Regions from separate parts of the Mus musculus genome. Here region 1 is linked to region 2. The links are chromatin contacts, called in public HiChIP or PLAC-seq maps. All regions are on one chromosome and are shown on one strand. The core of a region is the stretch at or near the end of the contact, and the rest is flanking DNA. Distances in the headings are between cores, read along the strand shown. Region 1 holds the start of Slc10a6 (solute carrier family 10 (sodium/bile acid cotransporter family), member 6). Region 2 overlaps Ptpn13 (protein tyrosine phosphatase, non-receptor type 13).

Region 1 (5,703 bases), core at 1,074-3,573, 36 kb after region 2:
GTGCCAGACATGGTAGTACACACCTGTAATCCCAGCACTAGGGAATTGGAGACAACAAGAGCAGGAGTTCAAAGCCGGGCTGGGCTATATGAGACCTTGTCTCAATAAAACAAAAGCAAAATAAACAGTTGGTAACAAGAAACAAAAGGTTTCTTCCACACACTTTCTGTTCATTAGTGTGTTTGTGACAACGAAGATGAAGCAGGGGTACTGGTGATAAATATTCTCTTACGCAGAAGTGTTTCAAAACACTGCTAAAGACTTCAGATCTTACTCCAGATGATGCAGTTGTGCTGCCAAACGTCATGGGGAAAACTAAGTTACAAACAGATATAAAACCGATGCAAATTCCAGCGTGAGCTCTGCTCTATTCTTTGCAGCTATTGCTGAGCTACTAAACTGACTTGAATCTTTTTTTTTTCTTTCAGAATAATAAAAGGTCACTTACAAGGTGACTATGAGAATCCGGGAGAAGGTGAAGCCCACACCTCCCCAGGACCTCTGAATACCAGTTTCCTTTCTTTCCAGAAGTCCTCAGGGCCTGGACTTCATCACTGTCAGGTGAGTGTTGATGGACAACTTCATTGAACTTCAAGTAAGGGGCATTAGGAGTGGAGATACAAGGTAATCAAGAATTTCCTTTTGAGTCTCTTGTAAGTGAGTGACTAAGAGTCATTACCATACAAGACAGGTTAATTACCTGTCTATGTGGTATGCACCTATTAAAATGTATAAGTGAAATCTGTTCCATATACGAAATATTCAGTATGTGCAAGAGAACTAGAAACCAAAACTGAAGCTGACTCACTGATGTCAACTCCCATTTCAGTCACAACTGCTGACTCCATTCATTCATTCATTCATTCATTCATTCATCCTGGGGTAAATCTCCAATGGTGTGTACATGCAAAGATTTAAATTTATATGGTGCATTTTCTCCAGGCAGGATTTAAGCGCACTTACAAGCAAAGAATCTAGAAAGACCATTGTTTTTAACTCTCCATCCCCCTCCCCCAATACTGACTCATCTAGTCTTTCTTCAAAGGCTCTTCTCTTTCCCTCTTTCCCATCAAAATATTTGACTTCAAAATTGTGATTCATTCACCCTTGTTAACATTTGAGTAAATGGTAAAGTTCAATTTCTCCTGGACTATTGATCTACCCCATAGCAGGAATCAGCTCTGGCTTAAACCTAGGAAGCAAAGGCAACAAGGTGTTTTTCATCCTGGGGTTCCAAGTGCTCCCTAAATCACACCAGTCACATCTATCAGGTACTCCAGAGTCCTTGTGCATGGACCTAAAACGTTACCTCGAAACAAGGATATTTTGGAAACACTGCTGAGAGCGAAGTAGATAAAGAGAGACCAAAAAAAGAAAACGAAAAAGAGCCAGGTGGGTTTCATTTGGTTGATATCTCTTGCTGCCACCACCACCATTAGCATCAGCTGTGTGGGATAATTGGTGACGTCCTGGGAAATTATTGTTAGAGATGCCAAAAGGCATGGGACGAGTCTATGCTTAGGAGAGGTCCTTACTGCATACGAACCAAGTGCTTGCTCAGGATAGAAAAGGCTGCCATGAAAGCAGAAGCTAGCTAATCACAGCAGAGCGAGCTCGGGCTCAGAGAGTCTGTCCAAGGCTCAGTGATGTTTGAAGTACTTCCCACTCAGAGCTACCCAGAGATTGCTTAAATCTTTTCTTTAAGCACAACTGTGTGCCCCAGACTCCCAGACAGAGATGGGGCAACCCTGCAGAGCTTCCCTTCTGTCGACTTACCTGAGATCCATATCTCCATCAACCCAGAAGGTGAGAACATTAGAGATGGTGCCCCCAGGGCAGCTCCCCATCATGAGGACAGCAATAGCTTGGAATGGTTTCAGACCGAAGCCAATGGCTAACAGATAAGCTGTCAGAGGCATAAGTCCAAACTGGGAAAGCAGGCCCACTGCGATGCCCCAGGGTCTTCTGAGGTGCAACCAGAGCTTCTGACTCTCCACAGAACATCCAAAAGAGAACATGACCAAACCCACCATCACAGCCGAGAGCACTGTAAAAAGCAGCTTTAGATTCGCATGGCCCTCCATTCCCACGGGCGGGTCTTCCTCCGTACTGTTGACAGGGCAGGTGGAGTTGCCCGCACAGTCTGTGCTCATCTCCTCTCATGAATTAGAACACAGGAACACAAAGGAACATGAGTAGCAAGCACTGGGCAGGTCTTCCCAGACACAGTTCCTAATAACGCAACAAAGTAACACGTGGAGAGTCCTTCCAGTTGCTATTGGCTAACCACATGCTAATCTGATCAAGTTATTCCCAAGGGACTTGGTAAAAGTAATGTGCTTGGGCAGGAAACACAGCAAATGATGGGAAGCTGGGCTTTCCACTCTAATTTCGCTAGCCACTGAGCGTTCAATGCTGGGAATGAGACAGATGAGCATATTGTCAGCTGGAATGCCTGGCCCATGTCGACAGTGGCACATCGTGTTCTAGGGAAGTAGGCCAGATGCCAAGACATCACTTCTCCAAATGCAGCAGGGATTTCAAACAGCAGGGCTGTGATGTTATGCTGACTGAACGACTAAGTCAGGAAAAAACAAGGAGAGCTGTGCCAAAGCCGCGCCTCCCTGGCCGGCCTGACAGCCGGCATTCACAAAACACTTCAGATAGTAAAGAGAAGCAGGCCAGCCTGGAAAACATCAGAGGCTGAGGATCAGTTCAGGAGACTTTAAATTGGCCCTTTCTTTTTCTTCTGTCATTTCTCTGAGGATTTGTGTCTAAAGCCAATAATTAGACACCTGTGAGAATAGAATAAAATGGAATTAAACACTTGGTTGTGTCTCATAAAACGTGTGGAAACTCGTTTCCCTCCCAACACAATTCAAGGGAGCTGTCTTCTTCTTTTGGAGACTTAAGTCAACTTTGAGACACGCACCCTTGGGCCACCTAGTGAAGTCTGGGAGTCTTGCAAATGTTCCCTTGGAGAGTGTAGTCTGAGGACCACTTCTGATGCTGTGCACCATGGCCCATTCTAAGCTGAGGGAAAAGCAGACCACAACAGTATGGTTCTGGGAGATCAAAGTTCAAAACTATCAGCTGCCACCCTCTTCCCGCTGACAGCAGAGGTGTTTTTGTTTGTCTCTTTGTTTGTTTGCAGTGTGCTGAGTGAGAACAAGGCTCATTTTGTCAACCCCTCCCCTTCCTTAAGAGAGATACTTGCTGGGCTTCTTCTTGGTTTGGCAAACCGGTTCCATGACAAAATGACCATGGCGGCATGCTGACTCCACTTGTTCACAGGTTGAGTGCAGGTGAAATGTAAAGACAAGCTACAGAAGACACATCCCAACAGCAGCTCAGTCAGGCTCTGTCTCAGCCCACGACACACACAAGAGAAAAAAAAATTCTACCAGTGAGGAGGCAGACACAGGAAAATCCCTGGAGCTCAGTGGCCAGCTGCTCTTGCCAAATCGGTGCGCTCCAGGATTGGTGAGAGACCTTGTCTCAAAAAATAAGGACAGTGTATTAGTCAGGGTTCTCTAGAGTCACAGAACTTATGGATAGTCTCTAGATAATAAAGGAATTTATTGATGACTTACAGTCGGCAGCTCAATTCCCAACAATCGTTCAGTCACAGCTGTGAATGGAAGTCCAAGGATCTAGCAGTTACTCAGTCTCACGCAGCAAGCAGGCGAAGGAGCAGGAGCAAGAGCTAGACTCCCCTCTTCCAATGTCCTTATATTGTCTCCAGCAAAAGGTGTAGCCCAGATTAAAGGTGTGTTCCACCACACCTTTAATCCCAGATGAAAGGCATAGCCCAGATTAAAGGTGTGTTCCTTAACTCGGAGATTCAATCTTCTGGAATCCATAGCCACTATGGCTCAAGATCTTCAAACCAAGATCCAGATAAGGATCTCCAAGCCTCCAGATAAGGGTCACTGGTGAGCCTTCCAATTCCGGATTGTAGTTCATTCCAAATATTGTCAAGTTGACAACCAGGAATAGCCACTACAATCCACCCCTTGTCAACTTGACACAAATAATATCTCATGTTCACATGAAACAATAACAAGGTTGTAAATACGCCTAACTTGATATAACTATCCCTCGTACAATCGCAAACGCATTAGTAAATTTACAATGGGCATTCATATTACTTTATAATCCTCGTTTCTGCAACTGGTTACGTGGCCTTAATTGGTATTTATAACTACCTTCCTCTACTACCCATTCTGTATTTCCTTCACCTTCAGCCAGCACCTCAGCAGGTCTTGGCTCTTTTCCTGGAGGATTGACCCATACCTTCATTCCTGATGGGTCTGCGTCCTTTGTCATCCTGCTTGGATTAGGCTGTTGTAGTTTCCCATTGACTTTAATCACAGGACATGGTAGTACTAAGAGACGCCCTAAGGGATCTCCTGCACTCCAGACATAATCTTGCTTACCACCATTGTGAAGAGGTAATCCAATTTCCCCATGGTAATCTGGATCTATCACCCCTCCTAACACTGTTATTCCTTTTTTAGCCTGTTGGTTTAAGGGCATTAGAAGCCCAAAATGACCAGGGGGAAGTCTGAGCTTCCAGTTCAATGAAATGTTTGTTGTAGCTCCTGGTAGGAGCACTCCCCTCTCTGGAGCCAAAACTTCTAAGCCAGCAGAACCTAGAGTTATGGGGACAGGAAGCAAAAATTTTCCTAGAGGGTCACTAGGAGTGATAGTAAGTGGAACTATTCCGTTTTCCACCCCTTGATTCCTGGACCCATGAATCCTGGCTATGGGTGAAACTGTACCATATATCGAGCGCTGATTCAAAGCATATACTGCCTTCTGAAGAACTCTGCCCCAGCCTTCCAAGCTGTTACCACCTAATTGGCGCTGTAACTGCGTCTTCAAAAGGCCATTCCATCTTTCTATCAGCCCAGCTGCTTCAGGATGATGGGGAATGTGGTAAGACCAGTGAATTCCATGATCGTGAGCCCACTGTCGTACTTCTCTGGCTGTGAAATGAGTTCCTTGGTCAGAAGCAATACTGTGTGGAATACCATGACGATAGATGAGGCATTCTGTCAGTCCGTGAATGGTGGTTTTAGCAGAGGCATTACGTGCAGGAAAGGCAAATCCATAACCAGAATAAGTATCTACTCCAGTAAGAACAAAACGCTGTCCTTTCCACGAAGGAAGTGGTCCAATGTAGTCAACCTGCCACCAGGTTGCTGGCTGGTCACCTCGAGGAATGGTGCCATATCTGGGGCTCAGTGTTGGTTTCTGCTGTTGGCAGATCTGGCAATCAGCAGCAGCTGTAGCCAGGTCAGCCTTGGTGAGTGGAAGCCCATGTTGCTGAGCCCAAGCATAACCTCCATCTCGACCACCATGGCCACTTTGTTCATGTGCCCATTGAGCAATGACAGGGATGGCTGGGGAGAGAGGCTGATTGTCCACAGAACGGGTCATCTTATCCACTTGATTATTGAACTCCTCCTCAGCTGAAGTCACCTTTTGGTGAGCATTTACATGGGACACAAATATCTTCACATCCTTTGCCCATTTGGAGAGATCTATCCACATACTTCTTCCCCAGATGTCTTTCTCACCAATTTTCCAATTGTGATCTTTCCAAGTCCCTGACCATCCAGCCAATCCATTGGCTACAGCCCATGAGTCAGTGTATAATCGTACATCTGGCCATTTCTTCTTGCAAACAAACTGTAA
Region 2 (6,467 bases), core at 570-3,069:
TGGTTTGGGAGCAGAACTCCACGGTGATAGCAATGATGACGCAGGAGGTGGAAGGAGAAAAGATCAAATGCCAGCGGTACTGGCCAAGCATCCTGGGCACAACCACCATGGCCAACGAGAGGCTGCGCCTGGCCCTCCTGAGGATGCAGCAGCTGAAGGGCTTCATCGTGCGGGTGATGGCCCTGGAGGATATTCAGGTCAGTCACTCGTCAGAAAGCAGACCTGCACGCTCTCCGGGAGGCCACAACAAAAGCAGGGCATCTACTATCTTTTATTTTTGAGACCAGGTCTCACGTAGCCCAGACTGGCCTCAAAGTCATTATACAGCTACAACAACCTGGAAGTCCTGATCCCCCTGCTTCTGTCTCCTGGGTACTGGGATTACAGGAATGTGTGATCCTGTCAAACCACACGCAGCTTCCAGTAGAGTTTTAAGAGTGGCCCTCATTCAGTTTCATCTGGTAGATGCTGTATTAGAACAAACATGGGGTTTTAACATGATCATCAGTCTGTGCTTAGGAATAAACAGCACAAAACAGTTCATAAACTGCAGTGTACATAGAACCATTACTGTTGTTGTTATTATTATTGTTGTTGTTTTTTTTCGGGATAAGGTTTCCCTGTGTAGCCCTGGCTGTCCTGGAACTCGATCTGTAGACCAGGCTAAGCTGGCCTTGAACTCTAGATTGGCCTACTTCTGGTTGCCAAGTGCTGGGATTAAAGGCATGTGCCAGCACACCTGATGAAACTTGCTTTGTTTAACACCTACAGGGTCCAATATCTAAGTAGACTAATTGAAGCTGTTTTAAGAAATCTGTGGCTATGAGAACACGTCCGGTGAAGGCAGCCTACATGTTTAGCGGGTGTGCACAGCTGTGCCATATCAGCTGTCATTGACACACTTGCCAGACACACTGGATAAAACTAGTGCATGCTAGCTTGTGATCGGCCTTTAGACAGAGCCAGCCGTCTGTCTCTTCAGTGTGGCATTCCCTCACCTGGTGCACCCTTCCCGGAAATATGAGCTATGCAAAGCCATGTTTGCTCATGAGTCTTTAACTTTCTTCAACGTTTCTTTGTTTTTCCTTCTCTGTGTGTATATGTGTTTGTGTGTGTACATAGATGTGTAGGTATGTCTGTGCGCACGTGTACGCTAGAGGCTGATGTAGGAATCTTCCTTCCTCTGTGGCTCTCTGCCTCCCTTGAGAAAGACTCGGCCACTGAACACGGAGCTCCCAGATTGAACTGCTCCGGCTGCCTTCCAGCCCCAGGAATCCTCCTGACTCCATCTCCCCAGCACAGGATTAAAGGGCAGTCCCCATGCCCAACTTTTTCTGTGGATGCTGGGGATGCAAGCTCAGACTCCATGCTTATGTGACAAGCACTTTACCCCTGAGCTTTCTTCAGCTTTTCTAGAAGGAAAACAAAACAAAACAAAAACAAAACAGTATGCTGATTCACTTCCATTGGCGACATATAAACGTGTTATGAGACTTTCCTTATTATTTACAAAGTGTCAGAGCTTTTATTCCTTTATGAAACCTAAACATTTTAGTTAACACATTTTAATTAATGCTCCTAGGTCCTGCCAGGTGATGTTTTGGCTCACACGAGCTTACCCATTGCTCAGATGAGCTTAGCACTTCGTGTTCCTCAGGTGACCTGATCATGAATCACAGTAGAGTAGTCCAACTCAAACCCTGGCATGGACCCCAGGTCCAGCATTTTAACAACAGGCAGACAGCCGTTCAGTACCCACATGGAGCTTGCTGCCTGCGTGGGCGTGGGCTGGCTGTGTTAGTCGTGCTGCTGGGAAAACAAAACCGAAAGGAAGGGTTGCTGGACTCTGAGATACAGGCTGTGTGTTCAACAACACAGGATGGCCTGAGAGGCTGCATTTGAGGAAAACGAAGCAGATAATAAAACCAGAGGATGCTGGGGGAGGAGGAGTTCTAATGGGAAAGAAAGAATAAAGTTCTGAGACTGACATTGCCAAACATATCACTTAAATGAGCCCACAGAGGCCTGGGTACCATCCCTAGCCACTAGGACTGGGCGGTGGTGATGCAGTCCGTGTATTTTTCAATCTGTTGTTGTCGGTTTTAGCCACAGTCTTGCTCTGTACCCTAAGCTGGCCTTGAATACTCCGTCCTCCTCTCTTGGTCTGAATACTGGAAATTAGGCATATGCCACCATACCCAGCTTTGTATGTTTATACCTTTTTATCTCTTCCATTTTTTCTTTTGATCTGATTCAATATACCACTCAAATTTGAAAGATGGAAATGATACTGTAAGGACCTGACTTAGGGACAGGTGACATTGTAACTCACTACATTTTACACTTTCAGACAGGGGAGGTGCGACATATTTCTCATCTGAATTTCACTGCCTGGCCAGACCACGATACACCGTCGCAGCCAGACGACCTGCTCACATTCATCTCCTACATGAGACACATCCGTAGGTCGGGCCCAGTCATCACACACTGCAGCGCTGGCATTGGACGCTCAGGAACCCTCATTTGCATAGACGTGGTCCTAGGCTTAATCAGCCAGGATCTGGAAGTAAGTACAAGATACGGCCGAGTGCTGGGCGATGTGACTGTCTAAATGTGTTGTTTCACCTTGTACAGACAGTAAGCTTCTCTGTGAGAGCAAGTCAGTACTGTTGCCATGACTACAGGAAATACCAAAGTCCAAAAGACAGTCCACTTTTAAAAAGAAAAATATTGAGCTTTGTCCTTGTTACCTATAGATAAGAAATTGGTAATTTTGTTTGAAAATTAATACTAATCTATTACTCTAAGTAGTTACTCTTAATTTTTAAATATTAATAAAGCAAGTAACAGTGTGATCTTACTTTGACTCTAATCTAAATTCGTATGAAACTTCCTTAATTGCCAAAATATCTTGTATTTAAATATATATATAGTTTTTGGATATAATTGTATATTGTATATAATCAATATATAGTATGTATATATATATGTATGTGTGTAGATAGGTAGATGATAGAGATATAGAGATTAAAGGGTCTGTCTCTTAAAGGGTTTTAGATGATGCAGTTCTATCCAGTTCTTGATACTCCTATAACCTATGATAACTGAAGTGGGGCACACCCAGCAGTCCAGTCTGCCCTCGTCTCAGACTGTCAAGCATCAGCTAAATTAAAAGGAAATGGAATTTTATTCTGGACATTAGTGTGAGGAATATTGCTTACATTATTTTTTTATAGTTTAAGAAATTAGCTAAATGTCAGAGGAAGAGAATGTGTATCAAAGACGTTCAAACATAGTAGACTCTAGTTCTTAGAAATACTGTATCATAGAAGGTCACTTCAGGAAGTCATTATACTGGAGAGTTTGACGAGTCGTGAGGAGGGGCAGGGGTGAGGACCCCACAGGGGACGCCTTCGCATCACCCAGCTTGTGTCTAACGCACCACTCTGTGTCCCGGCAGTTCGACATCTCTGACCTAGTGCGCTGCATGAGGCTTCAGAGGCACGGCATGGTGCAGACCGAGGTGAGGAGGACTTCTTCTGAGACTAATAGTTTAAAAGTTGCTCTTGAATTTGTATTCTCTTTCTGTCTGTCTTTCTGAGATGATCTTGCTATGGCCCAGGCTAACCTGGGCTCAAGCGCTCTTCTCATCTCAGCCTTCAGGTAACAGGATGACAGAGGAAGGCTCTACCCTTTGCCCAGTGATCTCTTTGAAGGTTTCCTTCCATGTTATAACATAAAACCAACATCTCTTGTCATAAAGGACCCTTCTATAGCATTAAGACTAATTCAGAAAAAAAAAAAGGGGGAATTTCAGACTATCATTTTAGATACTACCTTAAAATTTTTATTTTTTTAATGGAGAACAGGAGCTGGGGAGATAGCTCCTCAGTGAAGTACTGTCATGAGGTCCTAGGTTTGAGCCTCAAAACCTACACGAAAATCCAGGCATAGACTGGGAGGACAGACTCAGGCAAGTTCCTAAATTTATGAGCTCCAGCCATTGAGAGACCCTGTCTCAAAAAAGCAGGGGGTTAGGGGAGGGGCGGGGAGGCACCTACCCAGGGCTGTCATCTGGCTCCTCATGCATGCACACACAGGCACATACATACACAGACACACACACAGGCACATACATACACAGACACACACACAGGGAGGGAGGGGAAAGGTGGGGAGAGGGAAGAAGGGATGCAGTGTCCCCACTAAGTTGCTCATAAAGGGTGGACTTGTTGGAGGCTCCGAGTGAGAATGGCTCTGCCTGCTGCCTGATGGGGTTCCTCCCCATCTCAGTCACCAGCCTTTCAGACAGCAGCAGCTCAGAGAGGCCGAGAAGGACCGCAGGCCCTGCCAGACAGCCCCCACAGCTGTTTCTGTTGTGTTCACTCCTCTTTCCTAAAACTGAATGTACACGGCATCACCCCATCCCCAGCTGAAGCTACCGTCACAGGAAGTGAATGCACTGTGCTAGAGCCCAGCATGGCTAAGTCCTTCCTTCCTTCTAGATTGGAACTGTGAGGTAGACTTAAAGCAATCATTCTCGCTTCTCCACAGAGTCACATTTATCTGCCTCTTAAAAACATAGCCATTTCCGACTTTAACTTGGCCACTTTCCAGTCATGCTGAGTTTTGATTCAGATGAAGGCTCGGTAAGCCTTAAGCTGCTTTCTAGCTAAGGAAGCCATGCTGATCTGTATGTAAGAGCTCTTTTTGCCTGAGTGTTCATTCACAACATTTGAGATCTGAGCACCAGGAGTTTCTCCCAGTGCCTGGGACACACCACTGAATCAGACACACCCTGCCACAGAGCCCGAGACACTCCAGTGGGGCCCTGAGGATGACAGGCCATCCGGTGGCTCTGAAAGTGATAAGCACTTTAGCGTAGAGGTGTGAAGGAAGCCAGCCATTGCCGTCTGAGAACTGAATTCAGAACAGTGACACCATAAGAAAATAACTCCAGCCAGGCCCAGTGCCCCACCCCTCGGTGTCTGAAGCCAGCTTGGTCTGTATAGTGAGTTCCAGGCCAATCAGAGCTGCCTGGTGAGACCCTGTCCAAAATTAAAAACAATAGTGTAACTCCTTTGTTCAGTCGTTTGCCCACAGACGAGCCCTCTGGATTCCAGTGAATAGTCCCTAGCACAGGATCACATACAGGGCCCTGCTTAAAGTCTGTGTGAATCACAAAACAAGAAAGATAGGAGTGAGGGAGAGGGACTTATAGGGAGGAAGAGGTAGCCAGGGTGTGGGGAGTAAGAGTGATGGGGGAGGGGCAACAGCAGAATCAGTGTGTGTGATGTACGTGGATGAAATTGTAGAAGAATAAATGTAAGACAGGTTACTTCTTTGAAGAAGATGTAACATTAAGCTGCGATCTGGGGAGTCCTCGGGCAGAGTCTGCTGTCTTGGTGAATGGGCCTGTCATGTGTGGTGTGACAGGACTAGAGAGAGCCGGGAGGAGCTGAGGCAGATGGGAGGTAACAGGACAAGGCTTGTAATTTCCTCTGAGTGAGAGGCAAGCTGGCACAGGCCTATAGCCTGGAGTGACATGACTGCGCTCATTTCAAATGATCGCTTAGCACTGCACAAGAAACAAGAGTTCCTCTGGGGAGGGACACGGGGTTAGAGGCCGGGAAGGAGTTACCAGGTAAGCAAAATGACTGCCTACAGAGCTGTGACAGTGGAGAGACTCGTGAGTGGACTTCCCACGGTGGGTAGTGTGAGAGCAGTCTGCCGTGAGCATGGCATTGCACAGGAACTCAGATGAGCAGCAGGAAGCCTGGAGGCAGCTAACATCCCAGTCTCTCAGTAGCTGCTGATGTCGTAGGCGTGCACAGAATTCCTATTCATGTATGTATGCTTGACAGTGAGAACTGAGCTCCTGCTGTGCTTGTTGTTTGATTACTTCCCATTTAATATGCTGTGGGTGTTTTTTTTAAAGATTTGACTTTAAGATCTGGAGCTGCACCTACAGGCAGCTGTGAGCCGCCACGTGCACTCTAGGAGCTAGACCTCTATATTAAAAATGTTGAAAGGGAAATTATTTCATATTTAAATAATACTTAAAGATTACATTTAATTTTTATTTCTATATTTTTGCTCTGAAATCCTTAAGAAGCTTGTTTTAGTAGATTTGTGGCTTATTAACTTTTTCACATTTTAAAACAAGATGAATTCAGTCAGTCTAGAGAAATCTAGGTTGTAGAGATTGAGGGTATAGCTCAGTAACGGAGCACTTGTCTAGCAAGCCTGCAGCCCTGGGTTTGGCCCCAGCACCAAAAAATAAAATCAGAGAGAAAGGGGTTTCTTAGGAAATGTATACAATCCCAGATCATTACCGACATAACCCCTTGGCTCTCCCCTCTTTTTATCAATTTTCTTGTTTATAGTTTTTATGGCACTTCACAGTTCTGTACACTGACTCTTACATTCAGCACTTAAACAAAAAGTTCTTATTTCCAAATTTCTCA

The links. HiChIP or PLAC-seq counts read pairs in DNA pulled down with a chosen protein or histone mark.
Region 1: an H3K27ac HiChIP or PLAC-seq map of heart atrium shows a contact between it and region 2, with 14 read pairs. The contact joins the promoter of Slc10a6 here to the enhancer-like site in region 2. A contact is called at or near these places in 1 of 39 promoter capture datasets (macrophages), 1 of 15 datasets of contacts at CTCF or cohesin (the NIH/3T3 cell line), 3 of 484 Hi-C or Micro-C datasets (muscle stem cells and uterus), 2 of 115 datasets of contacts at active chromatin or transcription factors (embryonic stem cells and heart atrium) and 2 of 9 other capture datasets (adipose tissue and pancreatic islet).

What each region holds. Positions count from the first base shown.
Region 1 is chr5:103,627,080-103,632,782 of GRCm38.p6, forward strand. Slc10a6 (solute carrier family 10 (sodium/bile acid cotransporter family), member 6) reads right to left here and starts at 2,324. Exons shown (of 6, transcript NM_029415.2): 1 at 1,777-2,324. The coding sequence starts at 2,153.
Region 2 is chr5:103,591,157-103,597,623 of GRCm38.p6, forward strand. Ptpn13 (protein tyrosine phosphatase, non-receptor type 13) reads left to right here. Exons shown (of 48, transcript NM_011204.2): 45 at 1-197; 46 at 2,351-2,566; 47 at 3,461-3,523. Among named protein-coding and RNA genes, the nearest start is that of Slc10a6, 35 kb to the right of the region's middle. Within about 2 kb of position 1,820, at least 56 of the 459 cell types and tissues checked have an H3K27ac peak or open chromatin away from gene starts, as enhancers often do. A contact at or near this core is called in adipose tissue, heart atrium, muscle stem cells and 1 more, where this site is marked.